Linked DNA regions of Mus musculus: region 1 is linked to region 2. Evidence: chromatin contacts called from public Hi-C data. All regions are on one chromosome and are shown on one strand. The core of a region is the stretch at or near the end of the contact, and the rest is flanking DNA. Distances in the headings are between cores, read along the strand shown. Region 1 holds the start of Adamts20 (a disintegrin-like and metallopeptidase (reprolysin type) with thrombospondin type 1 motif, 20). Region 2 overlaps Prickle1 (prickle planar cell polarity protein 1).

Region 1 (3,196 bases), core at 324-2,823, 890 kb before region 2:
ATTAAAATATATCTATAAGATTAGAGTGACACAGACAGCACATGAACTGTCCCATGAACACAATATTTCCAAAATGTCAGATGTGTTGAAAACGAAACGCTCCGTTACCAGCACTGCTTTGATGCTTTGAACCTTCAGCGATGAAAACAAGGTGTCTCTCAGCAGTCGGGTAGCAATTAGTGTGGTATGATTCTGGTTTCGGGTCTTTGTAGGTGGAAAGGCCTGGCTCCAAATGCCAAGATGTACTCAGAGCTGCATGCCATTAAAGTGCCCAGCGTGGAGGATGGTAAAGGTTAAACGCACAGTTGTGGGTAAAGTCCGTTGTTGTTCTCTTTAAGACCACCACATTCTAACCTAAACCTGCCATGCTCTCTAATTCTCTGGTGGATGGAATGGCACTGGTGGGAAAGTGGGAAGGAAAAGAGGAGCGAGTGAGGATTACCATACCACCACCCAGCTGGGGATTTCACCATCAAATATAAGTTTCGACTCTCCCTTCCTGAAACTCTTCTACTACCCGTGCTGCCAACAACAGAAGATTGATACCGGTGACATGGAAGGAGGGAACGTATGGTTAGAGGGCAATTTCCAAGGCCAAGAGCCCAGAGCGCAACAGTGACTGCAACAGTGACTGTAAGCCAAACTGAGCTGCAGTCACCCCGTTGTATCCGTGAAGGTTTGCCTTCCCTGGTTAATGGCCTTGGTTGGATTTCAAGGCTCCCAGCCCCTCTCCCCCGTTTTTTTCCGTTCTGGTAATAGAAGTAATTGCAGATCCTGCAAATCAAACAGGTGAGCTCAGGACACGAGAAGTACCCTTGAAAAGAAGCTGTTTTTCTCTTCATGCTAAAGTTTGTCCGTTGCAGTAGGGCCTGGCCTTGCGCACGGATTCAGAGCTACAGATATTGTTGACGAGAGTTAACATTGACAGAGGGCTTTCTTCACTCGGTGGAGAGATTGGTCCCAGAAACAGGCAGATGTTCCGTGGTTCTTGACATTTGTATGTTTTGGGGAGAGTCCTTTGTGCATATTTAAGCACAAAACCAAAGGCGCAGACAGGCAACAGTAATCACATGTGACTGGAGTTCTGGAGACTCCAATGACCTCCTTGAACTTCCTCAACCAAGAGAGATAGGTTAATGCAGTCATACACAAGTCTTCTAGCTCCGTATCCTCCAAACTCCAGAGTCTCCCTGCACACAGGGACCCTCAAAAAACTGAGCCTCACCACAAGCTCCATGGATAGCATCCGGTTACGGATGGTTATTTTGCGTGGGAAGCCGAATAGGACCTCTCAAACGTGAATTGCATAGGCCCCGGTCTGACACTTGTCATTTCACTCCGTGCTCCTATCACCTGTCAACGTGCGTGGGGTCTGGCTGGTCCTGGGGACGCGGAGCTGCAGCCAGGGAGGTCCCGGTGCGCGCGCCCGCGGGCGGGGCTGCGCGGGGCAGGGGCTGCGCGGGAGGCCGAGCCGCCGCGCCTCCCGCTGATTGGTCGACCAGGTCCTGGGGGGCGGGCCCTCCGCCGCCCCGCGCGCCCCGCTACTCTGGCTCGGTTCCCGCTGGGCCGGGCAGCGAGCGCTTCCCAGGGTGGCGCGGGAGCGCGGGGCGCGCGGGCCTGAGAGAGCCAGGCGGGCAGCGCGCGATGAGGCAGCGGCGCCGGGAGCGGGGACTGGCGGCGGGGCGAGGCGAGCCGGGGTGCAGTCCCGGGTGCTCAGGAGGCTGCTGAGACGCCGCGGAGAACCGCTAGAGCGCGGAGGAGGGCAGCGGAGCTCGGGGAGCCGGCGGCCCTGGGGCGGCCTCCCAGTCGGGATCCCCTCCCCTGTGTGCAGCCATGCGGGTGGCCAAGTGGCTGACCGGGTTGCTCTGCCCGATCTCGCTCCTTCTCACTGGGTCCTGGGAAGTTCGTTTCCACCCACGACAGGGTAAGGTCGCCGTGGGCGCTTGGGCCGGGTGCGAGTGGGTGGTGCAGACTGGTTGGAGACCCCAGGCCACCCAGCTCAGAGCATCCCCGAGGACTTTTTTGGTTGTCGTGGAATCTCTGGGGACACGCTCTCCTGATCATGCGGCGGGCACGCGTGGGGCATGGAGCAGCGTGCATCCGGACAACACGGGTTGCTGGAGGCTGGGAAGAGAAGAGGGGCTGGCAAGGAGGTGGCTGCGCTGGGTGGTGGGTGGCAAGGTCTGTATAGAGCATATAGGACCCGTGGGAAAGCAGTACATGCCCACGGTGCCCAGGTGTGTGCGTGTGTGTATATCTGTCGTGCCCCTGAGACTGACCAAAACTGGGGACCTTGGGTAGGGATGCTTGGCTCAAGAGCTTGTGGGTTGGACAGCGTCGGGGCTTCATAGACATTTCGCTGTGTGTTGCAGAAGCCCTGGTGAAGACTCTGGCCTCCTACGAAGTGGTGACCCCCACGCGGGTCAATGAGTTCGGAGACGTGTTTCCCCAGAACCGGCATTTCAGCCGGAAGAAACGTAGCTCCGGGGTGCCGGAGCCTCCTCCGTTCAGGACCCACTACCGAATCAGCGCCTACGGGCAGCTCTTCCAGCTGAACCTGAGCGCTGATGCGGCCTTCCTGGCTGCAGGCTACACTGAGGTGCACTTGGGGACCCCGGTACCTGGACCAGGCGGGCGCAGCACGGAGTCCCCAGACCTGCGCCACTGTTTCTACCGTGGCCAGGTCAACGCGCGAGAGGACCACACTGCTGTCTTCAGTCTCTGTGGAGGACTGGTAAGCCTGATTGTACCTCCCTATGAGTTTTCTCTGATCCAGGCCAGGGCTGTCTGGGGATTGGGGCATGGTGGGTGGTTCCTAGTAGGTTCCTTGGAGTCCTCAGAGACCACCAGAGAGAGGAGCCTAGACCACAGGCAGAGAGAGAGCATCTTTCATCCATTTGTCACGTGCTCCAGAGGCGCTCAGGAGTGGCCTCTGGGTTCTGCTTCTACAACCTCCGGGCAGGATTTTTATGGGCAGCTATTGGTGCCCAATCCCCTGAATTACTTAACCTTAGTAAATGTGTCAGAAAGGAAGGAAAAATTATTGAATATGCACAATTGAATAAAAAAAGGCTCCCGAGGCTGACAAGATTTGGGGAAAGTTCGTTTTGTTTCTGTATGGGGATGTCCATCCACGGAAGAAGGAAAAGGTAAATGCTAGCTGGATCTGGAAAGGTATGAAATATGTCCACAGATA
Region 2 (3,559 bases), core at 1,002-3,501:
GATTCGCTGACTGCCTGTCCTGGGTGTAGAAGTTTGATGTCAGGGATTAGAAGTTTAAACTGTACGGTTTACTTCAGGGATAACACTCTCGGCTGTCTCTGCTGCCTCCACTGGAAAACTTGCTTAGGAAATCTGGGGGACTGAGCAGGGTCTCTGCGGCCAGCTTTCTGGGCAAGGCAGAGCCCAGTTCCCCACTTCTGTTTAAACTCTTACACCTCGCAGGATCTCACGCATAGGTAAACAAGTCAAGCAGAGCCATCCCCTTACTCGAGCAAGAAGTATCCTTTAAAGGCAACAGAGAGCACTAGCCTGGTGGCCCGTTTTCTTTGGTACTGAGCTGGTTAAGGGAGTCACTTCCTAATTGCCTGAGTGGCACGGGGCCTGAAGTCAGCAAACCCAGGCGTTTGGTTCACTGTCTCTGAGCCCATCCATATGTAAACTAGAAGCTCTTGGTAGAGAAGCATTGCTTTTTAACACAGCGCCTTCTATGTCACCCACAGCAGCTGTCTCTTGGATGTCCTGTGACTAAGCAGCCAGCTTTAAAACTTCATTATTATGCCTTTGGAGATGGAACCGAAAATGAGCAAACTGGTCTTCGGGTGCCAGAGAAGCTCCACATCAGATGATGATTCCGGCTGTGCACTTGAAGAGTATGCATGGGTCCCACCGGGCCTCAGGCCCGAGCAGGTAGGTAGGAAGCAACGCTGTCCCCTTTGATGTGCTTTCCAGGGAAGTGTGGAACCTCTCATCTCCCTGGCTGGCTTTGCTGTCTAAGGTCTGGTTTGGTTTCAGTAATGCCCTCCTTCTGCCATCGTGATTAATGCAAATGCAGGGCACCACAGGCGTTTCTGATAGGACTTTCACAAGTCACCTTTTAGGGAAGAGAAACGTTCCTCATTTGGAGTTTTGTTTTTTTTTTTTGTTTGTTTTTAAATGGTAGGTGGGGTGGGGGAGGGGTGTTTGTCTTTTGAAATGGGGTCTCACTGTGTAGTCCTGGCTTGCCTCCAATTCACAGAACTCAGAGATCTGCCTTCCTATGCCTCCCAAGTGCTGAAATTAAAGGTGTATGCCACTATTACATGTCTCAAAGGTTCAGTAAGGACAAAAGGAAATAGAAGGACGACCTCCAGGCCAGTTCTCCACAATGCCCCTCTACGGAAGAGGAATGTGGTGTTGCTGATAAACATGGCCTTTGACAACTACAGTGGGGATCAGAGACACATCATTGTGGCACATCCTTTGTTTCTCTGTTTTAAAGATGGGAGCGATCTGCCTGCCTGTTTTTATTTCCCAATATCCTTATGATGAGGTTATTAAAAATGGTTGGTAGATCCTGTACAGGCAAAGGTATCCTTCAGAATAGAAGATGCCACCAGTTCTGTGCCTGATTATGAGTTACTGTTCTTTGGGCGGTGGAAGGGAACCCCTTTTGAGATAGGGAATCTTGGCCTGGAGAGATGGCTCAGCGGTTAAGATCACTGACCACTCTTCCAGAGGTCCTGAGTTCAAATCCCAGCAACCACATGGTGGCTCACAACCATCCATAATGGGATCCAATGATAGTAACCGTAAGGAAAAGCTTCTAGAACAATACAGGAAGGAAAATTATGCTGGTGTAGCAGTTAGGGAAGTGGAGTTTTGACGAACTGTTTCGTAGAGAAGATCCTTCCTGTCTTTGGATGGCATGTGTTTGTAGGTCTGCTTCTAGCAGACAAGTCCCAGGTCCCTAAACTCCTTTTTTTTTTTTTTTTTTTTTTAACTTGAATGCCTTTGGTTCCATCTCAGCAATGCAGGATCCTGCGTTCATCTTTTAGGACGCTCCTAAAAGACAACAATCAGATTAGCTCAGCATCTCCCTTCTCCTGCTTCCTTGGGGAAAGTGAAGCTGGATACTGCAGCTCCCACCGGTGACAGCCTGCCATGCCGAGGCTGGAGAGAACCGTAGAATTCCGAGAGAAAACTGAGTCTATTTGTGTAGAGGCTGGGTGTTGGATCTTGTCACACAGCCTGTGTGGTCACTTACAGAAGTCACCCAGCACTCTCCCCTTGATCCCTCAGCTGACCTTTGCAAGACTAGGGAAGAAGAGTCGCCATAAATGTGCACATTTGATCGCGCATAATTTATGGTGCCCTTAATTGTCACTACAAATTGCATTCCTGAGGAGCAATTTAGCAGCTGGATGCTAGTGGATGCTAGCAGATGCAGGTTTGCACCTCTGCTGAGTTGGCTCAGCTGGTCCCCTCATTAGCTGCAGGAGGCCGAGCCCTGGAAAGGAGGGAAGGATAAAGGCAGGCGGCTCAGCCCTTCCTCCTGTGTACTGATGTCACCATGCCCTGCTTCTGCCTCCACAGATCCAGCTCTATTTCGCATGCTTGCCAGAGGAAAAGGTTCCTTATGTTAACAGCCCTGGGGAGAAACACAGGATTAAACAGCTCCTGTACCAGTTGCCTCCACACGATAACGAGGTATAGTAACAGGAGGAAAGCTAATTAGTAAAAAGAAAATAAACAGTAAGCATTGAGGGGTCTTTCTGAAGTCCCAGCTCGGCCTCTCTTAAAATGCACCCTAAAAATACAGCTTCTCTCTCTCTCCCCTCCCTCCCTCCCTTTCTCTCTCTCTCTCTCTCTCTCTGTTTCTTTCTTTCTTTCTCTCTCTCTCTCTCCCTCCCTCCCTCCCTCCCTTCCTTCCTAGAGAAGAGAGAGAACGCCACCATAGCAGGAAGCCCCACATGGGTTTTGTTGTTTCTGATAGTGTTTTCAGCCACCCAGCAATTAACTATCAGGAGCGGTTCCTTCCATGTGCAGGGTGGGCACCTCAGGGTGTTTCAGGATTGACCTGAGCGCCAGTAGAATGTGGAGTGAAAACAGCCAGTTTCAGCCTTCGGAGAAAGGTGGGATCCTTTCCTGCAGTCAGTTCACATTCAGAAAAGAATAAGCCACGCCTGTTCTGTCAGGTAGCACGCCTCTTTTCTAAAGACCGAGGTCCGTTCTACCTACCTACCTTCCTTCCTTCCTTCCTTTCTTTCTCTCTTTCTTCCTTCCTTCCTTCTTTTCTTTTCCTTCCTTTCTTTCTTTTTCTTTCTCTTTCTTCCTTCCTTCCTTCTTTTCTTTTCCTTCCTTCCTTTCTTTCTTTTTCTTTCTTTCTTTTTCTCTCTCTTTCTTTCTTTCTTTCTTTCTCTTTCTTTCTTTCTTTCTTTCTTTCTTTCTTCCTTCCTTCCTTCTTTTCTTTTCCTTCCTTCCTTTCTTTCTTTTTCTTTCTTTCTTTTTCTCTTTCTTTCTTTCCTTCCTTTCTTTCTTTCTTTCTTTCTTTCCTTTCTTTCTTTCTTTCTTTCTTTCTTTCTTTCTTTCTTCCTTTTCTTTTCCTTCCTTCCTTTCTTCTTCTTTTTTTCTTTCTTTCTCTTTCATTCTTTCCTTTTTCTTTCTTTCCTTTTTCTTTCTTTCTTTCTTTCCTCTTTCTTTCCTTTCTCTTTCTCTCTCTCTCTCTCTCTCTCTCTCTCTCTCTCTCTCTCTCTCTCTCTTTCTTTCTTTCTTTCTTAGACAGGGTCTAGATCTGGATCTG

The links. A called contact is a pair of places that touch in the nucleus more often than the background predicts.
Region 1: a Hi-C map of cortical neurons shows a contact between it and region 2, with 4 times the contacts expected there. The contact joins the promoter of Adamts20 here to the enhancer-like site in region 2. A contact is called at or near these places in 2 of 484 Hi-C or Micro-C datasets (cortical neurons and embryonic stem cells) and 2 of 115 datasets of contacts at active chromatin or transcription factors (astrocytes and bone marrow-derived dendritic cells).

What each region holds. Positions count from the first base shown.
Region 1 is chr15:94,402,727-94,405,922 of GRCm38.p6, reverse strand. It overlaps Adamts20 (a disintegrin-like and metallopeptidase (reprolysin type) with thrombospondin type 1 motif, 20), which reads left to right and starts at 1,573. Exons shown (of 39, transcript NM_177431.5): 1 at 1,573-1,924; 2 at 2,373-2,734. The coding sequence starts at 1,834.
Region 2 is chr15:93,509,578-93,513,136 of GRCm38.p6, reverse strand. It overlaps Prickle1 (prickle planar cell polarity protein 1), which reads left to right. Exons shown (of 8, transcript NM_001033217.5): 2 at 501-687; 3 at 2,353-2,466. The coding sequence starts at 556. Among named protein-coding and RNA genes, the nearest start is that of Prickle1, 85 kb to the left of the region's middle. Within about 2 kb of position 2,251, at least 33 of the 459 cell types and tissues checked have an H3K27ac peak or open chromatin away from gene starts, as enhancers often do. A contact at or near this core is called in cortical neurons, where this site is marked.